7 separate regions of the Mus musculus genome follow, and all the other regions are linked to region 1. Evidence: chromatin contacts called from public promoter capture Hi-C data. All regions are on one chromosome and are shown on one strand. The core of a region is the stretch at or near the end of the contact, and the rest is flanking DNA. Distances in the headings are between cores, read along the strand shown.

Evidence for each region. Promoter capture Hi-C pulls out the DNA fragments that hold promoters and counts their contacts.
Region 2: a promoter capture Hi-C map of pre-B cells shows a contact between it and region 1. The contact joins the promoter of Armc1 here to the promoter of Ect2 in region 1. A contact is called at or near these places in 2 of 39 promoter capture datasets (cranial neural crest and pre-B cells) and 1 of 484 Hi-C or Micro-C datasets (CD4 T cells).
Region 3: a contact with region 1 is called in a promoter capture Hi-C map of pre-B cells. The contact joins the promoter of Mtfr1 here to the promoter of Ect2 in region 1. A contact is called at or near these places in 3 of 39 promoter capture datasets (cranial neural crest, frontonasal cranial neural crest and pre-B cells) and 1 of 484 Hi-C or Micro-C datasets (pre-B cells).
Region 4: a promoter capture Hi-C map of pre-B cells shows a contact between it and region 1. The contact joins the promoter of Pde7a here to the promoter of Ect2 in region 1. A contact is called at or near these places in 3 of 39 promoter capture datasets (cranial neural crest, pre-B cells and second pharyngeal arch cranial neural crest).
Region 5: a promoter capture Hi-C map of pre-B cells shows a contact between it and region 1. The contact joins the promoter of Hltf here to the promoter of Ect2 in region 1. A contact is called at or near these places in 2 of 39 promoter capture datasets (cranial neural crest and pre-B cells) and 1 of 484 Hi-C or Micro-C datasets (B cells).
Region 6: a contact with region 1 is called in a promoter capture Hi-C map of pre-B cells. The contact joins the promoter of Ndufb5 here to the promoter of Ect2 in region 1. A contact is called at or near these places in 1 of 39 promoter capture datasets (pre-B cells) and 2 of 484 Hi-C or Micro-C datasets (CD4 T cells and embryonic stem cells).
Region 7: a contact with region 1 is called in a promoter capture Hi-C map of pre-B cells. The contact joins the promoter of Tbl1xr1 here to the promoter of Ect2 in region 1. A contact is called at or near these places in 2 of 39 promoter capture datasets (cranial neural crest and pre-B cells) and 1 of 484 Hi-C or Micro-C datasets (B cells).

What each region holds. Positions count from the first base shown.
Region 1 is chr3:27,151,923-27,155,515 of GRCm38.p6, reverse strand. It overlaps Ect2 (ect2 oncogene), which reads left to right and starts at 1,638. Exons shown (of 24, transcript NM_001177626.1): 1 at 1,638-1,813. 1700125G22Rik (RIKEN cDNA 1700125G22 gene) reads right to left here and starts at 1,490. Exons shown (of 3, transcript NR_040548.1): 1 at 1,206-1,490; 2 at 585-776.
Region 2 is chr3:19,161,125-19,164,717 of GRCm38.p6, reverse strand. Armc1 (armadillo repeat containing 1) reads left to right here and starts at 1,623. Exons shown (of 7, transcript NM_028840.3): 1 at 1,623-1,808.
Region 3 is chr3:19,186,370-19,189,962 of GRCm38.p6, reverse strand. Mtfr1 (mitochondrial fission regulator 1) reads right to left here and starts at 1,853. Exons shown (of 8, transcript NM_026182.6): 1 at 1,675-1,853.
Region 4 is chr3:19,309,710-19,313,302 of GRCm38.p6, reverse strand. It overlaps Pde7a (phosphodiesterase 7A), which reads left to right and starts at 1,981. Exons shown (of 13, transcript NM_001122759.2): 1 at 1,981-2,439. The coding sequence starts at 2,302.
Region 5 is chr3:20,055,835-20,059,427 of GRCm38.p6, reverse strand. It overlaps Hltf (helicase-like transcription factor), which reads right to left and starts at 1,617. Exons shown (of 25, transcript NM_009210.3): 1 at 1,421-1,617; 2 at 322-529. The coding sequence starts at 1,440.
Region 6 is chr3:32,735,503-32,739,095 of GRCm38.p6, reverse strand. It overlaps Ndufb5 (NADH:ubiquinone oxidoreductase subunit B5), which reads right to left and starts at 2,033. Exons shown (of 6, transcript NM_025316.2): 1 at 1,891-2,033. The coding sequence starts at 2,014. It overlaps Mrpl47 (mitochondrial ribosomal protein L47), which reads left to right and starts at 2,341. Exons shown (of 7, transcript NM_029017.2): 1 at 2,341-2,454. The coding sequence starts at 2,357.
Region 7 is chr3:22,075,124-22,078,716 of GRCm38.p6, reverse strand. Tbl1xr1 (transducin (beta)-like 1X-linked receptor 1) reads right to left here and starts at 2,065. Exons shown (of 16, transcript NM_030732.3): 1 at 1,763-2,065.

The DNA of each region.
Region 1 (3,593 bases), core at 389-2,888:
CACAGAGCCTGGGCTGGCCTGGAAGTTGGTATGCACCCTAGAATGACCTTGAACTGTAGCTCCCCTCTCTGTGGTGATGGGATTACATCATTCCTCCCAGCCCCCAACTCTGACAGGCTGTGTCTATCCCTTATTCATGCTTTCCCCCAAGCAAATACTTTCTTACACTTAATACAGATTTGCCGAGTAAATAACAACCTGCAGGTGAAGATAGTATCTCTTGTTCATTTCTCACCAAAGGGCTGCCCTCGCTGTAAGAGGCTAAGCTAGCCTTCCTGCACTGCAATCCTACACTCTCACCCAACAGACTGGGAAGCTAGCTCTCCTCGGGCAGGGCACAAAGGAGGCGGCTGCCTTCTACTTTAGTGAGGAGAATGCTTGGAATGCCAGACACACCCCAGTTTAAATTGCAAGCACACTTCTCTGGGCAAGGTCCAGGCCGATTTTTCCTTTCTTCCACTCCAAAGGCTAGTGCGGAATTCTAGTGATTGGCAGGCCATAGATACTGGTAGGCAAAAAACCCTAAAAACCAACCAACCAGACAGACAAAACTATAGATTGTTTTACTCATTCTATGAACTCACCGTAGACTTGTCGAACTGCTTAGGCTGTCAAGAAGTTCTTTTGGTTTTAAAGTAGATTTTGGGCTTAAAGTGAGTTGGCTCAGTGGTTTAAAGCGTTTGTTTCTCACACATAGGCCGTGAGTTTGATTTCCAGCACCCACCTGGTGGTTCATCATTCTCTGTAATTCCAGTCTCTGGGGATCTGGCCTCCTCCTATGTCCAAGGACAGCAGGCACTCACAAATGCACATACGTTCAGGAAAAAATAATATGTATAGGCAAAAAGACACATAAAATTTATCAATCTAAATTTCAAAAGTGCTTTAAAAACCTCTTAATGAGATTTGGGGCCTAGCAACCGATCCAAACACTTGGTAAGGTTTTGAAAGTGAAAAATAATTGTTTTGAGTCCTGGTCTCCTATAGCCTAGGCTGGTCTTGTCCTCCTTAGTACAGGCTTTGAGACCACACCCAGCTAGAAGTGTATGCCTAGGCGACTGTATTATAGAACATTCCATCTAGAAACAAATTTCAAAATAGCAATACTGATCCCAGGGGTAAAACAATCCCTTCTTTTCTAGACTTCCAAGCACAGTCACTAACATTCCTAAGCTGGGAGTTGGGGTGGGGAGGGAGCAACCCACCCAGAAGCAGTTTTGCTTCAGGAGATTCTAAAATCTCCTTATACACTTTTTTATATTAATTACTCAGATGCAAGCTTGTCTTCAAAAATAAAATCTGGTTAGTAGTAAGAGCGGATCGGTTTGCGGTGCTTGGTACTTTTTCTTGAAGTTGGAGGTGATGGCAGAGAGACCGTTCATCAGGAACTGGGCTGTTTACGGAGTAAACAAGCGGTAACCACAGAAACACCTGCTGCATCCAGAGGCGCTGCAGAGCCACGCCTCCTCAAGCCCACATCCGGGCACTCCGCCGACGTTCGCACGCTCCAGCCGTTTACCGGATTTGAAACACACTCACAACCAATCAGCCGGCGCCTCCCGAAGGCAGACGTTGGGATTGACCAATCGGCAGTCCGCCCGAGGTTCCAGCCTATCAAAAGGAGGTTGACAGAGCGCGCCAATCAGCATGGCTCTTAGAGAGAGCGACTGGATTTTTTTGAATCGGAGGCGGCAGCCTCTCTCGAGCCATGGCGGCGCCTGTGAGGGGGAGACTTAGTGTTTGAGAAGGATAAGCGAGGACTGCGCCGTCGTGGTTCCTTTTTAAAATCTCTGAGCGTGGTGAGGACTGCGGGGTGAGTGGGGGACGGGAAGGGATTCGGGAACCCGGAACTGAGCACGGGCCGTGGCGACCAAGGCCGGCGCCCCCGCCGCGGTGAGCTCCCACGGCTGCGTACCTGTCTGTCCCGCTCCCCTCCATCCTCCTTCCCCACATCCGCCTCCTGTCCTGCCCTCTGCTCTCGTCCCGGCCCTTCCTTGCGGGAGGCTGGGCTCTCTATCTATTCTGCTTCTGTCCGGCGCCTCAGGGTGAAGGGCGCAGTTGGGACCGGGATTTTGGCCTCCCGCCCGCCCGCCGCAGCCCCGAGCTGCCTTGATTGTTTTGTGGTTTCCCTCTGGAATTCCTGTAGAATTCCGATTTTCAATTTTTAAAAATATAAAACACAGGCCGCCCCGCCCCTTCCTGGCCACAGATGTGTGTGGTTAGCGGTTAACTTAGCTCCCTCAGTTAGACCCGGCTAGGAGTCGCTGTGTGAGCAACTTCCTTAGCCACAAACTGGATATGACAGTGACATTTGTCTTTTAGGATGGCTGCAAGCGTTAAAAAGTGGCAAGGGAAAGATTTAAGATAGTGACTAAAATATTGAGCTCTAAGTAAATGAGAATCGCTAATTGCACTGTTATCAATAACGTATACACTATTGTAGTTTGGGTTCCTTACTCTGGTGTGACGTGTTTATGGAAAAAAAAAAGGTTTATTTAAAAGAAAAGCTGAAATGACTATTTGTTTAAAAGAATCCATGTGTTTGTGAGACAAGATCTCAGGTACCCCAGCATAGACTTGAATTGTGGAGCCTAGGGTGACAAGGAACTCTGTCTGCCTCTACCCCCTCTTCTGGGTGCTCGGATTACAGGTGTACTTTCACCTTACCTGGTTTCTGAGGTGCCCGCGGATGACTTCATGCACACTGACTGCAGCTGAGTCACATCCCGAGTCAAAGATAGATTGTTTTTATGATCACGATTCCGTTGTGTTTATTTTTAAAAGGTCTGTAGAATATGTGAAAAGGAAGAAAGTGACCTGGTGCACTTAAGTTTGCGGTGATGTTGGGTGCTAGATGCTGGTTGTATCACTAGTGTAGCGTGTAGCTCTTTTGCTGTATATTATGGAGCTGTTTTGGTAATAAATGATCTGTGTATTTAAGCATTTCCAGTGTTTTGGGGTGTAGTGAGAAAGGGTTTAGTTATGTATCTCCTCCCTCTGTTTTGTGGGTGCTGGAATTTTAGGCCACACATTGTCAGTTGTTTGGTGATTTTTTTTTTTAAGAGGATCATGTAAACTAAAAGTATCCTTAAAGGTGCATTGTAAAGCTTTGGCACACAGTTGCACATAATTGTAGGCTGTGTTACCACACTTTTCCCCCTTTGGACTGGGAGATTGAAAAACAAATAAAAATACATGTTTTTTTTTTTTCTCCTGGAAAAAAAAGCAAACATGGTAGTGAACACTTCAGAAGGCTAAGGCATATTTGTTTGTTTGGGCAGGGATGCACTATAGCTCTGCTGGTCCTGGAATTCGCTGTGTAGACTAGACTGGCCTTGAACTCAGAGCTCCACCTGTGTCTGACTCCCAAGCTCTGAGATTAAAAACATGTGCCACTATACCTGACTCTTAGTTTTTTTTTTTAAAGGGGAAATTTTTTTTTTCTAAACATTGAAAATAGTTCTCTCCCTCCCTCCCTCCCTCCCTCCCTCCTTCTCTCCTTCTCTCCCTCTCTCCCTCTTTCCCTCTCCTGGTTTCCCCTTCCCCTCACTCCCTCTCCCCCTCTCATCTCACAGGTTCAAGCTTCTCTAATG
Region 2 (3,593 bases), core at 374-2,873, 8.0 Mb after region 1:
GCCATCTTTTCTTGGTAATGGCATTTTGCACAAAGTTTAGACTTTGCAGAGCTTTAATGGCATCAGTGTGAATACATTAAATTTCAGATGGTGAATTTTCAATAGGTAAAGACATATTTTCACCGACTGGCTCAAAATAACCTGTCATTACTTACTAATTCTGAAAATACTATATGTCTTTTCTTAATAGGCAGATTAACATTAGCAAAAACAGCGAATTTTCCTTTCTGGATTACTGAGTCACCTTTTATTAGAATATTGGGCAAGTCTTCACTTACTCAGCCAGATAGGTTGTGCTGTACTGGGTATGCCCCTTGGACTTAGTATATTTACTTTTTTTTTTTTTTTTTCCTGCTTTCTACATTCACTGTTTTTAATTTAGGCTCAATGTTCTCTTACCACTAATCCCTGTCTTGGCTTTGTGAATAAAGCACACAGACTGGCTTTTGCCTGTAGGTGAGATGGTTATTTAGAGTCTTGTTCTTGTTTTCTACCAAGCTTTACTTTGGACTTGTTTTCATTTTGGGTTTTAATAATAAGATAACCAAGAGCACGGGAACATTAAGAAACTCAAGAGATGGACTCTTTTGTTCTTCTTCTTCTTCTTCTTTTTTTTTCTTTTTAAGTCAAGGTTTCTGTGAAGCTTTAGTTAGCCTAAACTGGGCTTGAACTTGAAATGGTCTGCCTTCAGCCTTTACCTACTTAGTGCTCAGATTCCGCCGTGGCGGTCTGGTTTATAAATTCACTTACAAAATATTGGAGATAATAGCGTAGAATACAGTCCGGTGTGGTGTCTTCCACATCCTTTCCAAATTAAAGCCCTTTCAAATTCCTTGTAACAAGAATAACAACAAAGTCCCTGTAACTTTAATGTATGAGCAACACGTCAGAATAAGATTGTAGAAACGAAGATCAAAAAGGAGTGTGGATGGATGTATTATTTTCAGATTAGCCTGCGAGACTTGGATAACAATTTCAGAAATACTTTGGAAAATAAAACGTACCTAGAGCAACTCCTCGGTAACTAGTATCGATAAAACAAGTATGTCTTTACTTTGATAAATAGAAAACAGCATTAACAAAACTTCATGATGAACTGGAGAACTCTCTTAACACAAGTCTCTGACAAGAGAAAAGACAAAATTCTTTTCAATGTCAAATCACTTAGGCCAACCCAACAAAAGCACTTCGCATCCCTCGCTTTGCTAGAAAGCAGCACTGAAAAGAAATGAACGAAATCCAGAGAGGCCAAACAGTGTCGACGTTCATAGTAAAAACTACAAAAAAACGTCCGAAGATTCTGGGTAAAGACGCACAGACGTGGATGAAGGGTTACAGGTTGTTTTATCAGACCTGGAAGACTTGCTGAAGATAAACTATTCTGTTCGCGTGTCTGCACACAGAAGCAGAAGCCCTTCCTGCCGCGGGAACCCTGGGAATTGTAGTCGCGGAGCCACGATGGCTGTAAATTTGTTTAGCACTCCGTGGACGGCGAGCCCTTGGTTCCAATTCAGTGTTCTGGGTCCTCATAGGTCCGGTCTAGCTCACCAATGAGCTACTAGGTTTGAGAACATCCCGCCTCTGGTTGGGTGTCCTTCCTCACGTTGCTTCATTTTCAGCCAATGGGATAATAAAGCCAGCAGAGGTGACAGGGTCACCGCGGAGCCTGCAGCTCCTCCGCCGCCAGCGACTCAGCCCTGTGGTTCTTTGAGTCGGGCCGTGGCTCGGGGTCTTCGCCGCCCGTTGTCCGCCGTGGTGGGTGCGGCTCTGATGCTGCGGCAGGCTCCGGACGCCCGGAGCTCTGGAGGGTACGTAGCCGGGGCCGAGGTGGGGCCGAGGGGCCGCTGCTGCGCGGGCCGGCCGCTGCGCCCGCCTCCTGCCGGCATCCCGCGGGCTGCCTCGGACGGCTCCGGACGTGCTCTTCTCTCCTCTTCCTTCTGACCAGCCAGCCCGCCCTACGAGTAGCGGGTGTCCATGTCGCGGCGTTCTTTCTGTAAATCTGCGAGCCTCTGCGCGCAGGCCTCCATTCAAGAGAAACTCGTGTACACAGGTGGTGGGCATTTGTGCACTTAGCTGCTCCTTTGGTGATACTGTCTCCTCAGCGCTTGCAGTAGAAGTTTCCCACTGGGTTAGTTCTGTGCTTGCATGGTACTTGCCAGACATTTTACTGTCTTGCCTTTTTTTTTTCCCACCCTGTTACCCGCTCAAAACTGCTACCTGAAGAAACTGAGGCTTGGAGACGGTAATTCAATTCCAAAAGAGTTACAGTTATAATTGCAAGGAGAAGCCAGATCGGGTCTCGGCGTTTGATAGTGGTAGTTGCTTTTCAACCCGGCTTAATCATTAAGGATTTAGGATAAGTGTGTGCCCGCAGCAGCTCTTAGCACGTGAGGGCTAAATACTTCTATTAACTAAGTGGTGATTCTTAGCTATAAGAAAAGGAATACCTTTCTGACATCTGCCCAGACACTGATGTCTCGCGTGTCTCTAACTCCGTGCTTCAAGACTTCTTGCCCGTTGGCATCCTCATCTGGAAGCTGGTTGGACATCTCAGATTCCCAGACCCACTTACACCCACTGAGCTTGAACTTACTTTTGGCAAGGTCCCTTAGGTGATCGCAGTGTCCTTAAAGTTTGCGAAGGGTTCTGTTTGTCAACATAGAGCCAAGGAAGAGAAAATAAGTTTGGGTCGTGATGGTATGCCTTTAATCCCTGCTTTGGTAGCTATTGGCAGGCAGATCCCTCCTAGTTTCAGGCTCATCTCAACTACATAGGTCAGCCAGAGCTAAGTAAGGAGAAGAAAAAGTAAAGGCATACGTCCTATGCACTGTGACCTCTACTCAGACTGAGATACAGAAAAATGAGAACAAAGCTTTTGTCATTTGCACGACGTTTCCCTTTTCAGAAAATGAATGTGTCTCTTGAGAGTTTTAACTTAGCCGTCCCAACTCTTAAAGTAGACATCAATGTTAACTGTTTCATAATTGTCTTGTAATTGACACCAGGTGCGGGCTTTGGAAGTAAAAGAGCAAATTAAGACAAAGGGGATGCTGATTTACTGTTGCTGGCTAGTTAGATTAAAAGAACCTTGTGCTCTTTATATTCAGTTTGGCAAGGTCTGTGTAAGCCCCACCCCCAGTTTCTTCCATTTGTCGTGAAGATCTTCCCGTTAGTTTTTTGTTGTTTTTTGTTTGTTTGTTTGTTTTTTGTTTGTTTTGGAAGGAAGGGTAGAATTGCTGCTACTCCCAGTTTTCCCAGTTTATTCATTTGGTTATTTGATAATAAAGCTGAAACAAACTGCCAGACTCACTTATCCTAATTCCCAATAGTTAAAGATAGTGTTTCAGAGAGTTTTAGTTTTTAGTGTTTTAATAATAATTAAAAAATATTTTCTATGACTGTTTTGACTGCATATATGTCTGTGCACATGCCTGGGGCCAGAAGGAGGGCATCAGATCCCCTGGAACTGGAGGTAGAGTTGTAAGCTGCTTTCTGGGTGCTGGGACTTGATGCCTGGTCTTCTGGAAGGTCAGTCACTATTCCTAACTGTCCAGCCATCTCTAGCCCCACTTTCAGTGCTGTGTTCAGAGGCA
Region 3 (3,593 bases), core at 604-3,103, 8.0 Mb after region 1:
ACTTGGGAGAGGAAGGTAGACCCCTCTGAATTCCACGCAAGCCTTTTCTACACAGCAAGGTCCATGAAAACTAGGGCTATACAATAGATCCTGTCTTAAAAGCCAAAAACAACAAAAAGGATGTATGGTTAGAGACCAGAAGAGAGCTTCCTGCCACTTAGAGCTGGAGTTATACATGTGTGCCACAAGAGGGTACCCACAAACATTGCACACCCAGCTCTATAAGCAAGCCTAGCTCATCCTCCTCCACTGTCCATCAAATCCTATTTATACCCTCCAAACAACACATGTCCTTCACAGGTCTTGAGCATGTGTGTCCATCTCAGCTGACATCACTCTGCCAATCAGCCCTGCATCTGCGGATGCAGCAAGAAACTGCAACACACCACCATTATGGAGCACTTCTCTCCCTAGAGTCTGACAAATGCAGCTCAACTACGAAGACCAATACATGCATGTCATTAGCAAATAAATCTTAATCCCATGTCCTTTCACGTGCTTGCTTTCGTAGAACATCCTTTCGCCTAGGTCCACTTCAGCTACATGTTCCTTCACGTGTTTAGCCCAGCAGAACACCGTACAACACAGTTTCTAAAGAACCCTTAAGTTTCCTCTTCAGTTACTAGACTTGCATTTCAATTCAAAGATTAGGGTGTTGATAGAGAGTTAGCTGCACATCGTGACTGAGACTTTTCTTAGCTCGTAAGCATTTTATAGTCAAACTCGGTTGTATATAATCGCAAACCCATTTCTATTACCTTCTTTTTAAAAATAATTTTTACCTTTTAAATGATTTTTGTGTATGTACAATATATGTGATCAATATATGTGGACACAACTTACTTTCATGTAACAAGATAGTAAGTGTCACAACTTCCTTGACTAAGTCATTGTAATGTAAAACAACTACATACACTAGGAAAAGGTGACTGGAATCGGGCGTGGTGACTGAGGCAGGAGGTTTTAGGCAGCTCAACCTAATCTACATAGTGCATTCCACCCCAGCCTAGAGTAAGGAAGACAACTCTGTCTCAAAACCAAACCAAACAAAAAAGTGAACGCTAAATTACCAAGTATCATGAAATACTCCTTAATATTCTTTTCCGGATGTGGTGAAGCAAGCTTTAAATCCTGTAGTTGGGAGGTGGAGGGGGTAGGATCCGAACTTCTATTGACCATCCTCAAGCACAAAACGAGGTTTAAGCCAGAAGAGGTTACATCAGACCAATCACAAAACAAACCATCAGGCGGAAAGAAAGGTTTGGTTAAGTTTGACTTCAGATCTCAAAGTTTCTGTAGTCTGGCTACACGCAAACTGCGCACGCTTAGAAAGTTCAGAGCTGCCAGCCGACAATGACAGGAAAGTAGGTCCAGGTAGAACAGGCTGAACGCCGTGGGCCGCCCCGTTCAGCCCGGATCCAGCGAGGGCACAACGCCGACTGCGGGGGATGGGAGCCAGGCCGGCGGCCCGCGGAGCTCAGCAGGCCAGGCGCGGGCGAGCCGGAGGGCTGCTCTCTGCTCCGGGCTTCCGCGGCCTCCCTCCCGCTCGCCGGCCTCCCGCGCCGCGCCCCGTCCCCTCCCTTGTCCACAACACGGCCTCCCGCCACCGTTCAGCTCCGGGTGGTAGCCATTCCCCACCCCGCCAACCGCTTTTCTGTCCCGGGCCCCACTCACCTCGGCTGCGCAGCAGCCCTCACCTTCGCAGCTGCTCAGCCTTCCAGATTGGCTGTCCCAGGACCTTATGCCAATCAGCCAATCCCCGCCCCTGGCCCGGCCTAGGCTGACCAGTGAACGGCTCGCTGAGGCCCGGGGGCGGGCTCAGGAGAGGCCGGCGGAAGGCGTGTCTGCTCGCCGGCCACGCCGGCTACCTGTCCCGGGCTCTGTGCGCACGCGCGGTGCCCAGTAAGGGGCGTGTGCTTGCTAGTGTGCCGCGCTTTGTCTTGGGTGCTTCTGCCCCTGTTATTTTTGTTGGTAAACTTCGCCCCTTTTGGGTGTAGGAATACCCACATTCCGAGTGAAGTCTCAAATGTGTGCCCGCTGAAAGGAGCTAGGTCCTTAGCCTAGCCTAGCCTAGCCTGTGTCGAGCCCTTCTCAACCCACGCTCTGTGGGGACTTTGTCTGCCAGGGCGATCTGTTTCGGGCCTCAAATCCCGGACGTATGTTCTGGAGGAGTGGAAGGCGCGGCTCAGAGGGAGTGAAGACTTTTCCTGCCTTCAGTTCCCCCGCCTCAAAGTCTGCCTAATTGGTGTGCGTAGTTTTTAATGAAGGGTTATTCTAGATTTCAGATAACCTAGTCATGAAAATACGATCAGTCTGTGTCAAGTTAGCTATAAGCAGCACGGTGGTGTGTGTGGGTGCGATAAAACGTGAATATGGAGGGAAAGCCTATCAGTAATTCAAGAGGCCGCTCCTACCTGGGCGTGGCGGCTCCTGCTATGTAAAACGAGTAGTTTGAAGTTGGAGGCTGGAGGATCCAGAGTTGAAGACCAGCCTATGTCCAAAACAACCTGGAAGAGGGTGGAAGAGTTGAGGTGGGAAGTGGGCAGCAGCTGTTGCTACTTCGCCTTCTCTCTTACCCTCTCATTGGAGCGCTGGTGTTCTTACCCTGGATGGCCTAAATTCCTCCTGGCTACTGCTTTGGATTTCACCTAGAGCTTCAATTCAGTTACTCAGCAACGGCTCGTTGGGAGCCCATTATGACAGTACAAAGTTGGTGGGGTTTGTTTGTTTGTTTGTTTGTTTTTTAAGCCTTGAACCACACCCTGAGTAAGCCTACCAAAAGGCAGGGAGATCAAAACAAGGTTAATTAATATATGTGACCAAGTGTTATAACGTTTTAAGTACAAAAGGGCCTGACAGGCTGTGACCAAGGCTGGGAGAGAGAAGCCTGAGAGAGCAGTTCAGGGAGGGGTGCTTGGTCTGAAGGCTGATGAAAAGACAAAAGCTGCTGAAGTGAACTGGTAGGGACCACACACCAGGGCGACCATTCCAATGATACTTGTAGGATTTACTGCTAAGCTATTAGTTGCCTCAGGATCCCTGGTCACCAGCTGTGTGACCCACAGGTGACTCTCAGCTGCCTGCCACCACACAGGCCTATGTGATTGTCTATGTTTAAGAAGAAGGGTATCTGAAAGCACCCATCAGTTGGAGATGGCTTAAAACCTGTTTTTTGTTTTGTTTTGATTTGATTTGATTTTTTCTTTACAACTTCCCTCCCTTCCCACCTTGCTTTACCCTCAAGTGCCCTGGAGTGGCCCTGAACTTTTTGACAATCTAGATGAAGGTGCAGTGACTTAAACCTGAGTAATTTTATCACAAATTATTGTTTCTCCCAGTAATGGAATCATTTCTAAGAATTCTGACCAAGCTGTGTGCCATCTCATTCAATACAATAACACAAAGAGCCTATCAACATGGTGCCTGGTACCAAACCCTGGTGAAGGAAAAAGAGAGTTTGAAATACATCCAGCCAGGATCTAATCGAAGAAAGACCTGCAGTCCTTATGCTTTTGAACTTTTAAGCTTTGCTTTGCTTTTGTTTTGCTTTGCTTTTGTTTTGTTTTGTTTTGTTTTCGAGACAGGGTTTTTCT
Region 4 (3,593 bases), core at 732-3,231, 7.8 Mb after region 1:
TGCACCCTAATGCCTTCCCAACAATACAGAAAACATAATACTGCATGCTATGGTGGAAGACATGGCTCTCAAGTCAGACCAGCGTTTACTAAGGAAGTGACTTAGTTTTGGAAAGGGACTGCTCATTTGTATAAATAAGATCAAATTACTATGTGTTGGGTAAAAATACTGTATATAAAATACCTGCCAGGGCTCTTGGCTCAAACAAGGACCCTGAAATAGACCTTACTGGAAATGTACTGTTTAGTTGCCTATTTAGTAGTGAGTCTTATTATTTAATTAATCAAATATTTGGATATTACTAAATGTGGTATATTTTACTCAATGAAATTTTACCAGTATCAACTTTGTGTAGAGGTACTCAAATTTGTTGTTGTTGTTTGAGATAGAATCTCACTATGTAGTCTGCCTGGTTTTGAACTCACTATGATACTTGAGCTTATCTTTAACTCTCAACTCTTCATCGTGTTGCCCTAGCTTTCCAAAGGCAGCGATTACAGGTTTGTACCACCATGTCCGTACATATCACTTGAGGTTAGTTCTTGAGATTTATCTGTCCTAGGTGTAGGGCAAGTTTGTTTCTAGGAATCTACTTCCAATTTAGTCAGCTGATAAACGACTTTCTGAAGACTAAGTGGCCCACAGTGCTCGGTGTAATCCCAAGTGAGATGCTTAACACATCTACTACAGGGACTAATTAGGATTTCAAAAGCAGTGAGATCAGTTGCTGCACTAAAAGAATCTCATTAGTGCTTCTTCATCTAGTGAAGGCAAATTCCATGACACAGAACGGATCGTAAAACATGATGAAGACCTGGCATGTAGAAAATACACAGGGGCACGAGGTTTAAATAATAAAAGAATACACCTTCCACCTTTGTCCGTTTATCTGATCATGTACACTCGGTACTCAATTTATAGCATCATTAAGCCCAGGCTCAGCACTGTACTTCTTCTAAGACCTGCCACCTTGCCAATCTTAAATAACTGGGAGACTAGATGCCCTGAGAAATGATCCAAATCTATTTTGCCAGGGGGCGGGGGTGGGGGTGGGGGTGTGGAGCTCGTTCATGCTAAAAGTATCTGATGCTCAAAGCATCAGAAACAGTCGGCTCCTGCAGAAAAGCTTTGGCAGTTTGGGGCAGAAACTTAAAAGAACAAGCAAATTATATCCTCACCTTACCAAAACAGGTGAAAAGCTCTCTTACATCCTAGCCAGCAAACACTAACAAAGAAGGGCGATGGTTGGCTAGGGGAACTTTTGGTCTCTTTGTCATCTTTGTCTTCCCAATATCGTCATTTCTCATTTTCTTGGTTGCAGAATTTCACTTTTCTCCATCCAAAGACCCTCCTTCTCGCTCGGGAGTTTTTGGTCTTTTTCTGCTCTGCAGGCCCCGAAAGTCTGGGGCCTCACTTGCCAAGGGAAGCCACTGGAACCTTGCCTAGGTAGGGCACGGACGGTGACATAGCGGGAGCACTGAGCCCCCGAGATCTGCTGGCGTCACCGCCGCAGCGGCCTCCCGCGACGCCCTAGTACGGGAATTCCACAGGGGACGCGCGCGGTGCCCCGACGGGCGGAGCACGGAGAGGGCGCCCGGTGCTCTGGGCATTTTGGATCTGTCGGACGAAACAGCGCCGATCCGGTAGGCCGAACAAACTCCGGGTCGGTGCGCCCGAGGATGCCCCACGTAACTCTCCTGCGCACGCGCCGCGGGTTGCGGGGAGGGAGCTGCGGGGAGGCGGGAGGGGCCGGGGGGGCGCGGGGCGCGGCGCGGCGCGGCGCGGCGCCTAGCGCAGCGGACGCGAGCAGCCCTGTCCGGACAGCCGGCGGGCTCCTGGGCGCGGCGGCGGCGCGGGGCGCGGGGCATGCGGCGCGGCGTCGTGACGTCACGGTGGCGGCGGCCGTGGTTGGCGCAGGGTCCGCTGCTGCAAAGTGTGAATTACGCCGGGCTCGCGCCGGCGGCGGAGCGGAGTGAGGCTCGGGGGAGGGGAGGGGGCAGGGCTCCGGCGGCCGAACTGCTCTACGCTCCGCGCCCGTGCTCGCGGCCCGGGCCAGCTCTCGCGCCGCGGAGCGCCTGGGCGGCGGGTTCCCCTTTAACGCCGCCCGCCCGGCTTCCCGAGCCCGCTGCAGCCCTTCCCGCCGCCAGCCGCGCGGAGGGCCGGGAGGCGTCGGCGGCCACTAGCGCCGCCCGCCCCGCGCGCGCCTCGGCCCCGGGTCCCCGCGGCGCGGCCCCCTCGTAGCGCAGGGGCGGGCGACCGCGGACTGGCGGGCGCCGCGCGGATCCAAGGCGGACGTGTTCAATGGAAGTATGCTACCAGCTGCCGGTGCTGCCCCTGGACAGGCCGGTCCCCCAGCACGTCCTCAGCCGCCGAGGAGCCATCAGCTTCAGCTCCAGCTCCGCGCTCTTCGGCTGCCCGCATCCCCGGCAGCTCTCGCAGGTAACCGCCGCCCCGGGGCCCGCAGCTCGGTGCTTTTGTCTTCTGGAGGGACTCGGGCCATTGTTCCCGCCTCGGTAGGCTGGCCTCCCCTTCCCGGAGTCTTTCACCCTCGGCTGTGCTCGGTGCCCCTGGCCTCTGCGACCCTCGCCGCGGCTAACCCGTCACGCCCGCTGGTAGCCCCAAGCCATGACTTTATCCTCCCCTCCTTTCTCTGTGTCTCCTACCAGTTGGGCCTCTTGTCCCCTTAGTCATGACCCTGAGCTCACCTTTTCGCCCCCCACCCCCTAGCCCTCCCCCACACCTGTGCAGGTTCTCGAGCCTTGCAGCGCTGCGGGTGCTGAGTTTCTCAGAACAATAGGCCTAGTGGTCCCATTGTGGTCCTCACCCGAACTGCGAACTGCTGCTTTGTAGGGAAGGGGCCTAGGTGTCAGGAACTAGTGTGCAAAGTTGATGGTTTCCAATCAGTTTTCTCGCTTGATAAAGGCGGCTTTAGTTCAGAAACCACTGATGAGCATTCACAAAGGACTTTGTTTCCGATGGCCCAACACCAGTTGCTGTTGAACATTAAAAAAAAAAAAATTTTTTTCTGTGACGTCCTTGGCTCAGCTCTTTAGTTGGGTTAAATTTGGTTGCCAGATTTAGAATAAAGAGGAAGAATTTTACTTTGTTTACATATGAACCTGGTGCCCTCATTGCCTGCTGCCAGAAGTTCTGTGTTTATGAGATTACTTTTGGGACGGGTACTGGAGGAGTGTGCTTACATTTGCTGGTCTAGACTCCAATCAGTGAGCCTCAGCCATTCATCCATCCATCCATCCATCCATTCATTCGTTTATTTGTGTGCTTGTTTATGGCAGGGCCTTTCTAAATTGTTCAGTCTTGCCTTTAACTCATGATCTTCCTGCTTCAGACTTCCAAGTACCAGGCCTGAGCCATTGCCCTAGGTCCCGTATTCATTTCGTAAAATAAAGTATTCTTATTTTTTTCTATTGCTTAGTATTTCTTTACCCTTTATAGCACACTGTTTCTCCCTTCAATTATATTGTATTATAAGAAAGGAAATTTTAAAGACAGTTAGAATGGACAGCATCTTTTAGAGATTTTGCTTATAGTAGATCGCCAGTAAATTCTATTTGTCATTTGCCTTTTTTTCT
Region 5 (3,593 bases), core at 368-2,867, 7.1 Mb after region 1:
TCAGAGAACAGGAATACATAAGAAAGAACAAGGACTGTTTTTACTACAAAAATGAATAACCTAATGCAAAACATGATGGATTTGAAGTCATTTCTTAAATTTACCACGTTCCTCAGTAATCACAAGGACCAAATGTGTGGGCAAAAGTGCTTTATAAACTATAAGCATAGGAGAAAAGTAAGAAGTTAATCAGTTAGTCAAGGTATTTATGACTAGCCTTTCATTCAAAGTAAAACATTCATTGTATACATCACCTTTTACTATAACTTACTGTTAAAACCATAAACATACCATAATTTTATTATCTAATCTTTTACTTACAACTCCTGTGTAATAGCGTAGTCCAACAACTTGTCCTCTCATAGTTCCAAATAAAACCAAATCTTGCTCTTCATCACTCGTTAGGAAGTCATCTGGAGGAATAATGTCTTGGAATTCAAAATGTGGCAAGAAAGTTGAGTATGAAAGTCTTGGAATATTTTCGTGTGATCCATACTGGACAGACTGCGAATACTTCCAAACAGGACCCCTGTTTTAAAACAAAACAAAAAACCAAAAACAAAACAGGACTTGTTTTTCTTTTTTTGGTTTTTCGAGACAGAGTTTCTCTGTATAGCCCTGGCTGTCCTGGTCCCCTAACCCCTTCCCCTCTTCTCTTTCCTTTTCTGAAACTGGGTTTCTCTGTGTAGCCTTGGCTGTCCTACTCGCTCAGTAGACCAGGCTGGCCTCAAACTCAGAGATCCACCTGCCTCTCCCTCCCAGGTACTTGGCTACCACTGCCCGCTATGAAAATAACTTTAAATTTTAACATAAATGCATCCACAGCATCCTCTGCTTTAACTCCTTTGGAACAGAACACATTTTAAATCGAGCATCTAAATTGTGACACTATAGAGAACTGACCTTGAAGCCCCATTATTTTAAAGGATAGGGATAATTGTTGCAAAAATGGGCATGAAAACCACAGTAGATGATGAAAAGAGGTGTTTGCTGGAAGCCTCCTAGAAGATGTAGTTCTCCTAAAAACACACGGGGCTATCAAGTCGCGAGTTTCCCTCTCAGCTCCTCTGCAAATATGCTTTAGTGCGCTTTTGCATAGTGCCGGGAAATACAAGTTGGAAGCTGTTACCATAACAATGCCTAGCGAACAGTGGGATAACATTGGTGAATAAATCACCCCCCGCTTCCACCCCCCCCGCCACCCCCCCCCCCCCCCCCCGCCAAGCCCTTGACGCAGATTCTCCGAGGTCGCAGCCACTCTGGTCAGCCGCGACAATGCATTGGTGCCTCCAGGAGCAACACCGGCAAGCGACCCGCAGAAGGGATGCAAACTGCACCTATAAAGCGCCCGGGCGCGCACCTTCACTAGAATAGAGCGCAGAGCAATTGGCCTCACGCCCAGCCCCCCTCAGCCCTTCACCTCGTGAACGTATAGGACATGGCGCGGGGCGGGGTGACTTCGGGATGCCCTGGGCTCCCCAGATCTTCCCAGACAGCCTGATAAAGCTCCTCAAGGCGTCGTGGCCCAGGCGCCGGAATCCAAATCAGAACCGCCAGGCCGCGTCCGCCCGGTGAGACGTGTCCACACCACTCCTTCCTGCAACAGTCTGAGAAACCGGTGACGTTCTGCGATCGGCACCGCCAGGGCCCAATCCAAAGGAAGAGTCTACGAAGACCAACCAATCACAATACAAGAGGGTGGGGAGCTCCGCCCAGTGCTGCGATTCAAAGGCAGTGCGGCGCGTCCGGGTTCTACCTGGTTCTTCCGCAGTCCGAGACGCCTTGCACGGTAAAACATCGAGGCTTCTTGAGTGAGCCACAGGGCTCAAGGTTCTGACGGACTAGGGGGAAAGAGGTCTTCTAGCCACTGCCCTAACTCCTCAAGGATGTCCCCATAGGTCAGACGCTCCCTATCTGATGGAATGCCTAACAGGGCCTACTCCAGTAGGAGCCCTGGGTGGGATACCTGCATTTCCTCTGCTGAGCCCTGACTCTATTTATTCTTAGCGACCTCCGTGTATGCGAGACCCTGAGTTCTGGAAATCTGAATGAGAACTTACGAATTTCCTTCTCCCATCTCGCTTTTATTGTGTTTAAAGAAATTTTTTTCCCTTGGTAGAAGAAAGCCATAAAGTAATACAACCTTATAGCTCTTGCTGAAAAAGGCAGACTGGTCCAACATTAGTTGTAAGGTCCGAGGTGGTGGCTGGGGCTACGTGTGTTTTCTTAGGAAAATGAAGGAGGCACTATAAAGAAACTTTTTTTTTCTCTCTTTTTTTTTTTAATTAGGTATTTACTCGTTTACATTTCCAATGCTATCCCAAAAGTCCCCCATACCCACCCACTCCCCCTTTTTGGCCCTGGCGTTCCCCTGTACTGGGGCATATAAAGTTTATATGTTTATACTTTATAATCTAAAGGGACATTTCACTTTGGAGTTTTGTATGCAACAGTATCAGGCAAGGTAAAGGTAATTCCAGCATCTTGAAAGACCATAAAACTACTTTTGATGAAGCAGCCATTAACTGCTGCATCTTCTGCTGCACCAACAGTAGGAAGCTAAAGGTATTGCCCAGCCAAACATAATAGGGTGTGCTGTAAACCATCGGAATGTCTAGATGTGTTTGTAAACATTTTAAACACTGGAAGTCATCCTTCCTAGAGTGGTCCATTTTATGCTTCCATCAGCAGAGGATGAAAGGTGGTCAGTAAGATGTTTTAAGAGGCACATGTTCATTGTCTTAAATATTGATGATCTGTGAACTAAAAGTAAAATGTGACCATTTGAGGATTGTCTGCTGGAATGGCACCCTAGGGAATGCTATGATAAAAAGAAAGGAGAGAGAGAGAAGCAAAAACAAGAAAACTAACTTTAACAGTATTAAGAGACAATTTATGCTGGAGGCAAATATCAGTCATTGGCCTGGGAACACAGAATTAGGCCACCCCAAGTGCTATGTTTCAATTGAAGCCATTTCATGAAGCTTTTATACTAACAGGACAAAGAAAGTCATAAATCAAGATACTTTCCAAATATATTTGGTGTGACCATTAGGTAGGTGGGAAAGAGTATTACAGGGAACCTTTATTAGAGACCTAAGATACTGACATTATCCTTAGCTGTTTAGTTTGCTGAGTGGTAGCACTGTATGTACATTCCAAATGATTTACCCTGTGGTCACAGAAACATGTTAAGTGCAGAGGAGGACAATAAGTAGCAATTAAGAAGGCTAGAGATGGCCTAAGAAAATTTGGCTCTGGGTTTGCAGCATTTGAAATGCTGCACAATCATTGTAGCTCAGTTAATCAGCCTTACAGAAGATTCATTTGATGGCGCATCATCTTCCCTGGGATTTTTGTGCATGTTAAACAGGCACTCTTCCTCTGAGTTACATCTCTAGCCCTCACTGAGAATCTGAAGAATGAAATATTTCATTCCCCCAACAGGAAACTTACTGCAGATAATGTTTCGTTTGCTTCGGATATTTTACTTTCTTCATGGTATATTATGATACAAATGCAAAGTTGGGTTTTGGGTTTTTGTTTGTTTTTTTTTTTTTCCAGTATTAGGTATTGAATCTTAGGGCCTGTCC
Region 6 (3,593 bases), core at 784-3,283, 5.6 Mb before region 1:
GCCCGCAATGCAGAGTCTATTCAAGATCAGCTTGGGCAACTCAATGACACTCTGACTCAAAATTTTAAAGAGTAAAGACAAAAAGAAGGGTTAGGGATGTAGCCCAGAGGAAAGACCTCACCTGGCTAGAATAAGCAAGCACTTGTATTTCATCAGCAGTACCAAAGAAATAAGCAAATAAAATAAAGGGTAAATTTAATGCTGTGTGTATTTTCTAATTTAGGTGCATGGTGCTAAAAATGTCTCCTACTCAAAGGGCTTCACAACTACTCTGTAAGGTATCTCCGTCAATCAGATGGTCATCTTCCGGAAAAGGAAATGAAGATCATGACCAAGTGCCTTCCACTTTAGCTCCCAGTAGGCGTTGACTCAAGGTCATAGAGCTCTTAAATTCTGCAGCCAAGATTTGAATCTCGGCAGCCCAGCTCCAGAAAAAGAAGATGGGAGAGGGGCCTAGCCATCTTGTTGGGCTGCCCAAGGAACTGGTGGAAGAGAGGAAAACCTTCAGGGAGCAATGGCAGACTCATAAGCCAGTGAAAGCTGCGACAGTCAAACAGTCGCTCTTGGAACAGCCTCGAGTAGGCCCTCCCTGTTCTCTCTGGACAGGACATCGGCTCCCCGTGGTTCTCTCGGAACTGCAGGAGTGAGAAATAGTCCAGGAAGAGAGGGACCACGGAGTCTCAGCTCAGCTCAGCTAGACTACAGTCAGCACTTCTGGGGAAGGGTTCAAGGGATCTCTACTTGTGTATCTGAGGATATTTACAATAAAAAAGTGATGTCAAAAGGATATGACCAAGAAGTGTCAGCACATGGAGTCTGCCTTCAGTGTAAATTCCTGCTGGGTATTTTAAATGCACTGATCCTTTCCAGCATGTTCCAGAAGGTCCCTATGCATACTGCCTCAATATAATAGGCTTTAGGGCAATTTGTGTGTGTGTCTTTCTCTATATTAGACAAGGCAAATTGTATATCTCTAACCAAGGCCCTCTCTATGACTGTCCTGAGACCTGAGCTCTTTACCCCTCTTAGGCTCCTTTCTAAGAGAACAGTGGTTCTCAACCTTCCTAATGCTGCAACCCTTTAATGCAGTTCTTTGTGTTGTGACCTCCAACTATAAAATTATTTTCACTGCTACTCCATAACTGTAATCTTGCTACTGTTATGGGTCACAATGTGAACATCTGTGTTTTCCTACGGTCTTAGGTGACCCCTATGAAGGGGTCGCGACCCGCAGGTCATATGAAAAGCATGACTGCATTAACATACAGCAGATACAATCTGGGCTGAACCCAACTTTACACATTCACTCGCACTAGTCTTTTAAAAAAAAAAACAAACATAAAATATTTTCGTGGCCTTCTATGATGTTGTGAGGTCCACGGACACAGTTATTACCGTGCCTAACGGGCCTGTCACCTGGAGCCTTTTTACACTCGTGCCTAGGAACACCATGACAGCCTTCACTTCAGTGCGCTTCTCAGCAACTTCCTATCTGCGGGTTGGAACCAGCTGCAGGTGCCACGCACCCTGATTCTGCCCTGAGCCCAGCGACGCAGTGCAAGCCTGCAATCCCAGCCCTCGGGAGCCGGGACAAGTGCAGCCTCGGATCCCCGAGACCCTGTCTCAACAACGAAGTGTGTGCAGTTGCCCTTGGAGACGCGGGCAGCAGCTCCATGCCTGCCTAGCCTGGCAGCGAGGGAGCAGCGCCCAGCATGGCGTGGCAAGGCGCTTCGCAAACGCTGAGCTTAAACAAGGCCATCCGATCTGCAGCAGCTCTTCACACGAGAGCCCCAGGCCGACTTTGTCCCCGCTCTCTCCCTCGGAGGTCCCCAAGGTCACCTGGAAACAGCCCTCCCACCTCTCACCCGCGTCTCCGAGGCCGCCACCCACCGACAGTCTTCGGAAAGCTCCGCGTGAGAAAACTTCCGACTCCGAGTCTAGGACCAGCGCGGCGGCAAGACAGCGCTGTCAGCGCGGAGACCGAAGCCCGCTGCAGCAGGCTCATGGCCGCCATGGCTACACCGGCCACGGAAGGAAGTGGGGAGGGCTAAGGGAGCCGGGAGGGACAATCCACCAGTGAGGGCGAACGCTAGAGGAGGCCATATTGAGTGAGGGCAGCGGCCCGTTCCTGCGAGCTTCACAGGCAGGCGCTGGCGGACAAAAGTGACGACATTGTAGGTGGGGCGCCCAAAGAGAGCCCTGTAAACTCTATGGCAGACTTGGGAGATTGAAGCGAGAGCCGTGGGAGCGGCCATGTTTAGTAAGGGCAAAGCCTGTTCCTGTTTGCTTCACTTGCCTCACGCCGCCAGCGGAAGTGACCTCGTGGACACCGACACTGTGGGTCTCCATTAGAAACATGGCTGCGACCAGTCTAGTGGGTATTTGTAGAAGAGCCTCAGCGTTCCTGAAGGCAGCTTGTTCCCTAGTAAATCCCAAGGACGCTGCTCACTCGGGGTAAGTGGTGAGAGAAGAAATGACTGCCTCCGCCTTTGGGCGCTTCTTGCAGGATGCAACAGAGCTCTAGACAGGCCACCGCGGAGGCAGAGAGCGTGACCTTGCAGTCGCCTATCCTGGCGCACTAGTCCTCCTGCGTTCTGTCGCCGCGGGCGGTGGGAGCATCCGCTGCTCGGTGCTTCCTCGGACTCGCAGTGTCCTGGGGCTGGGTCGGTTGGGAGGGAGGTTTCCGAGGAGTCCTGAGCTGTGAACGGAAGGCTTCCCTCGGCGTCTTTGTACACAGATTGTCCGGCAGATGTTAAGTGATGAGCGTAGCTACGGCAACAGAAGCTGCGTCTGCGAGTGTGAGAATGACAGCTTACTCTTCACTGACACTTGCCAACAGGGAGCCGAGTTTTAGAAATAGTAGAGAGCAGATTAATTGAAGGAAGCAGTCTCTTCTATATTATTACACTAACTTTGCAAATTAGCTTTTTAAAACCTTGCAGAGTTGTAATTTGATCAGGGTGGCAAACTTGAATAAATGATTTCGTCTTCCATTATCTTGATCTGATGCCTTCCTTGACCTCTGACGGTATCAGGCACACACATGGTGCACATATATGCAGGGAAAACATTCAGATACATAAACCTTAAATTTGTTAATGAAATTATTTCAGTATGTGTGTGTGTGTGTGTGTGTGTGTGTGTTTTGTAAAAAATGAATACCTATCACTCAGAAAAGAGGCAAAATATTTTGAAGACAGTAAAACCAGTTATGCATTCATAGAACACATTGCCGTTTCTTTTTTAATGTTGCAGGTATACACTTGATTTTCCATCATTTCCCCAGGACAACAGAAACATTATTAGAGTAATAGTCAAAATATACCCTTAACCCATAGTAGCCAGTCATTGACAGTTGTCACATTTTTCAAGATCCCTGGATTTATGCTCTTTTTCTGCACTGTTGGACAGAGGTCAAAATTCAATCATAGACCCAAGGACATTGCCTTACTAAGTATGACCCTGTGGTCACACTGTGGAATACAGTGTTATTATTTAGCATATAATCCAAAATAAAAATAGGACTTGCTCTACTAATCCCTTCCCTTTTTTCTTTCCGCTTCATTGTCTCCATTCAGTTCCATTCTTTGCTT
Region 7 (3,593 bases), core at 816-3,315, 5.1 Mb after region 1:
GCTAACAACATGTACAGATTAGAAGTGTGCTTCAAAGACAGGGTCAACTGCAAGAATTCTGAAGACGTTAACAAGTTAATGAAGTTGCTTAGCTTTTTTTACACATATTTTCTTTCCTCACAGGGTTGGCGTGTTCGTCCTAAATTCTAGAGATCTGAGTTTACAAACTAAAGGTAAGACAAGTAATTTGAGTGTTTAGTGTTTGCGATTACAGACTTCATCCCATGCAGGGCAGCAAAACTAAGAGAGAAATAGTCAAAGCAGCAGAGAAGCCTCCATTTAGACACGAAGGGCACACAGGACCTGCCCAACCCCTTTCAGGCAGGCTGGCGACCTACCGCCCCTCCCCCATAGCTAAATGCCAACTGTTTCTAGAACTCTCAGTGATAATTTGGGAAGTTTGCCATTAACTCCCACGATTCAATCCAACTGATACACAGTGTTTTTGTGCAGATAAAGATGCCCTACTTCCCCAGACTATAAACTTATTAAAGTGGCGAGAACATACAGTCCCAGGAAGTCAGGATTACTGAAGTGCTCCAATAAGCATGGGTCTTATTTAACAAAACTGAACGTGAATCACACAGGGAAACCCAAAACTCATTTACTACCTTCAATGGGCCACCAAGATACTGCAAAGCACTTTAGCTAAGTTAAATCAGTAAGACATGGCCTTGTATTGTTTTACACTGATGGGGGGCTTTCAATCTCAAGATTCAAACTAGAAATAACACATCATTTCATCCACCGTACTTTATTAACATGTTTAGACCAGCATAAGGTTCTTATATGGAAAAACAAGAAAGCCAACAGTAAACTTCCCTAATTAACTGTAAATGGCATATAACCCTTCACCCTGGGGCCGATAAAGTCCAACCAAGGTTTTAAGAAAACTCCAGACTGTTAAAGAAATGTAATGTTTAGCTATGTTCCAACTCTTCTGTGTGATCACCAAATTATTTTCAGTGTTGGGTAACCTAACAAAGAGAGCGTTTCTTAAAAGCCACCCAACCCAAATGTTACACAGAACAGACCATTTTCACAACCTAAATTTAATCCAAATTGAGAACTTCCAAAATTACCGAACACTCTAACACATGCATGATTCGCCTCGAGCTGCCTTTCAACGTGGAATTACACTTAAATGAAAGTCAGCCCCTGTTCCAAAAAAAAAAAAAAAAAAAAAAAAAAGACATCGGTTGCAAAGAGGAAGTCACCCAGCAAACACTCACAACGTGGCTCTATACTGTCAGAAGATAATGTGACTTGTGTGCCACCCCGAAACTTACCAGGAAGCTGGCAATAAGTTTGCCAACTGTATACACTTCTGACCCAACTTTACCGAGGCTGTGGCCAGGGCCTCCTCGTGGGGAGGCCACAGGCACAAGGTGCCCACACTCGCGTCCTGAGTGAGCGAGGCCCGGCCGCGCCCCTCCCCCGCCCGCGCCCCAACAGCCGCCCGCGGTCCCCGCCGCCGCCCGGGGTCTCCGCGCGCCACAGCCCGAGGGGTGCGCGACCGGGCGACTGCAGCCCGCGCGCCCGAGCGCGGACCAGCACCCATCCTGAGCCCTGGCCGCTCCCCCGCTATGTGAGCACAGGGCGGCTGCGGCCCCGCATCCAGCCTGCGCCCCCAAGCCCGCTCGCCTGGGCCCAGTGCCTCCCGCAGCCACCCCGACCCGGGGGGGCAGCACGTGAGCGCAGCCGCCCCTCCCCCGCGCCCAGGCCAAGTTCGCGGCGCCCGCAGCCCCGGGCCCGCGCTCACCTGCTTGGCGACGCTGTCCCCTCCAGGACGCGCGGCGCTCCCCTCCTGGCCGCCGTCGGCACCCCGAGGCGCCCTGGGGTGCGGGCGCTGACAGCCGGGCAGCGGGTCCGGCGGGGGAGGGGCGCGGGGGCAGGGCGCAGCACCGAGGCAGGAGGGGAGCTGTTACTAAGGGAGAGAGCCAAGCGCGCGAGCGGCCAACGGCTCCGGCTCGGCACCGGGGAGCGCGGGGACCAGCCAGGCACAAATGAGCTCCGGGCCCGCGGCGGCGACGGCCGCGCAGCAAAACAAACCCGAGCGGCCTGCGCCCGGCGCGCGGGGAGGGAGGAGGGAACAGGGAGCGAGGAGGGGGAGGGGTAGAGGGGGAGGGGGTGGAGGGGGAGGGGAGGAGGACCCGAGGAGGGGGAGGGGAGACGAGGGGAGCGGAGGGGTGGGGCGCGCCCGGAGGGGGAGGGGAGGAAGTGAGGAGGACCCGGGAGGGGGAGGGGAGCGGAGCCGGGTGGTGGAAGAGAAGGAGAGCTGGGCGGGGGAGGGGAGCCTGGAGGAGGAGTGGGGAAACGGGTTGTGGAGGGGGAAGGGAGCCCCGAGAAGGAGAGGCGAGGGGGAAGGGAGCCTGAGCCTGGGAGGGGGAGGGGAACCTCGACGGGGAGGGGGACCTGGGAGGGGGAACTTAGAGGGAGGAGCGCCGGAGTGGGGGAGGGGCGCGGCGGAGGGGCGGGGCCGCGGTGGAGGCAGCGCGGCGGTGGCGGTGGGGGTGGCGGCCGACGAGCCGTTCCACACTCGGCTTCCTCACTCGCTCCGCTCTCCCTCCACCCAGCCTCCCTCGCTCGCTCGCGGCGCTGGGGGCTGGGCTCGCCGCGCATTCGTTCCAGAGCCCGCAGCCGGGGCTGTCCCGCTGCCTGGGTGGCGCTTGAGTCCCTTCGCCCGCAGCAATCCCGCGAGCCGCGGCCGCTCCGATCCCCGGAGGCGGCCGGCAGCTGCGGGAGCTCGGCGCGGGCTCCACATGGACTCCGCGTTCAAAGTGCCGCACACTTGGATGCGCGTAAACACGCCCGCTCCGGAGCGTACCTGGAAAGGTGCTTCGCCTGCCGTGAGCGAGTTCTAGGATGGGACCCGGAGCACCGCGCGTGGGGAGACGCGCAGCGCGCACGGCGAGAGGGGTTTGGTGAAAACGCAAAGCTGAAATTGAAGTTGTGCGCCCAAATGTGCGACTTGTCTGCGGGTCTTTTGGGAAGGTTTGATGGATCAGTTCTCATTGCGCGAAAATAAAGCCATAGACAGAATGAATGTTCACTAAGTGTGCACCGCGGTGTGATATCCACGGGAGTTTATATTATCTACTTTCTGCATGCGTCTGGCACGTGAAGGCGGTTTCTGAAGTACAGTTTGGCTGCCCAATAATGTCAAAATGTGGCTGCCGGAGCGCCGAGGATTTTTAAAATACTGCGGTGACCTTCCTGAGCCTTTCAGAAACCTGGGCTGTAAGAGGCACCCTTCCTTTTAATTCTAGCATATATCTTGAAACTCTGCTTTTTTGTTACTATCTTTAAAAATACTTTGCAACCTTCTTTGGTGAAAGGTTCTAGTTTCAAGTTGTCAAAACATTTGGAAACGTGTATTCCTGTCAAGCAGTGGTCTTCCTTTAGTGCTTCAAAGATAAATTTTCAAACAAAGTATCATTTGAAGTAACTTTCACAGCTATAGACTGTGCAGCCTAACAAACTCCGAGACTAGATTAGATTTGGTTCAGCCAAGGTCAATGACTCTCCCCTGTTGGCCCCTCCCTGGAGGCGGTTACCTATTTTGACAGGCGTAGCTGGAAGGTGGAAAGGCA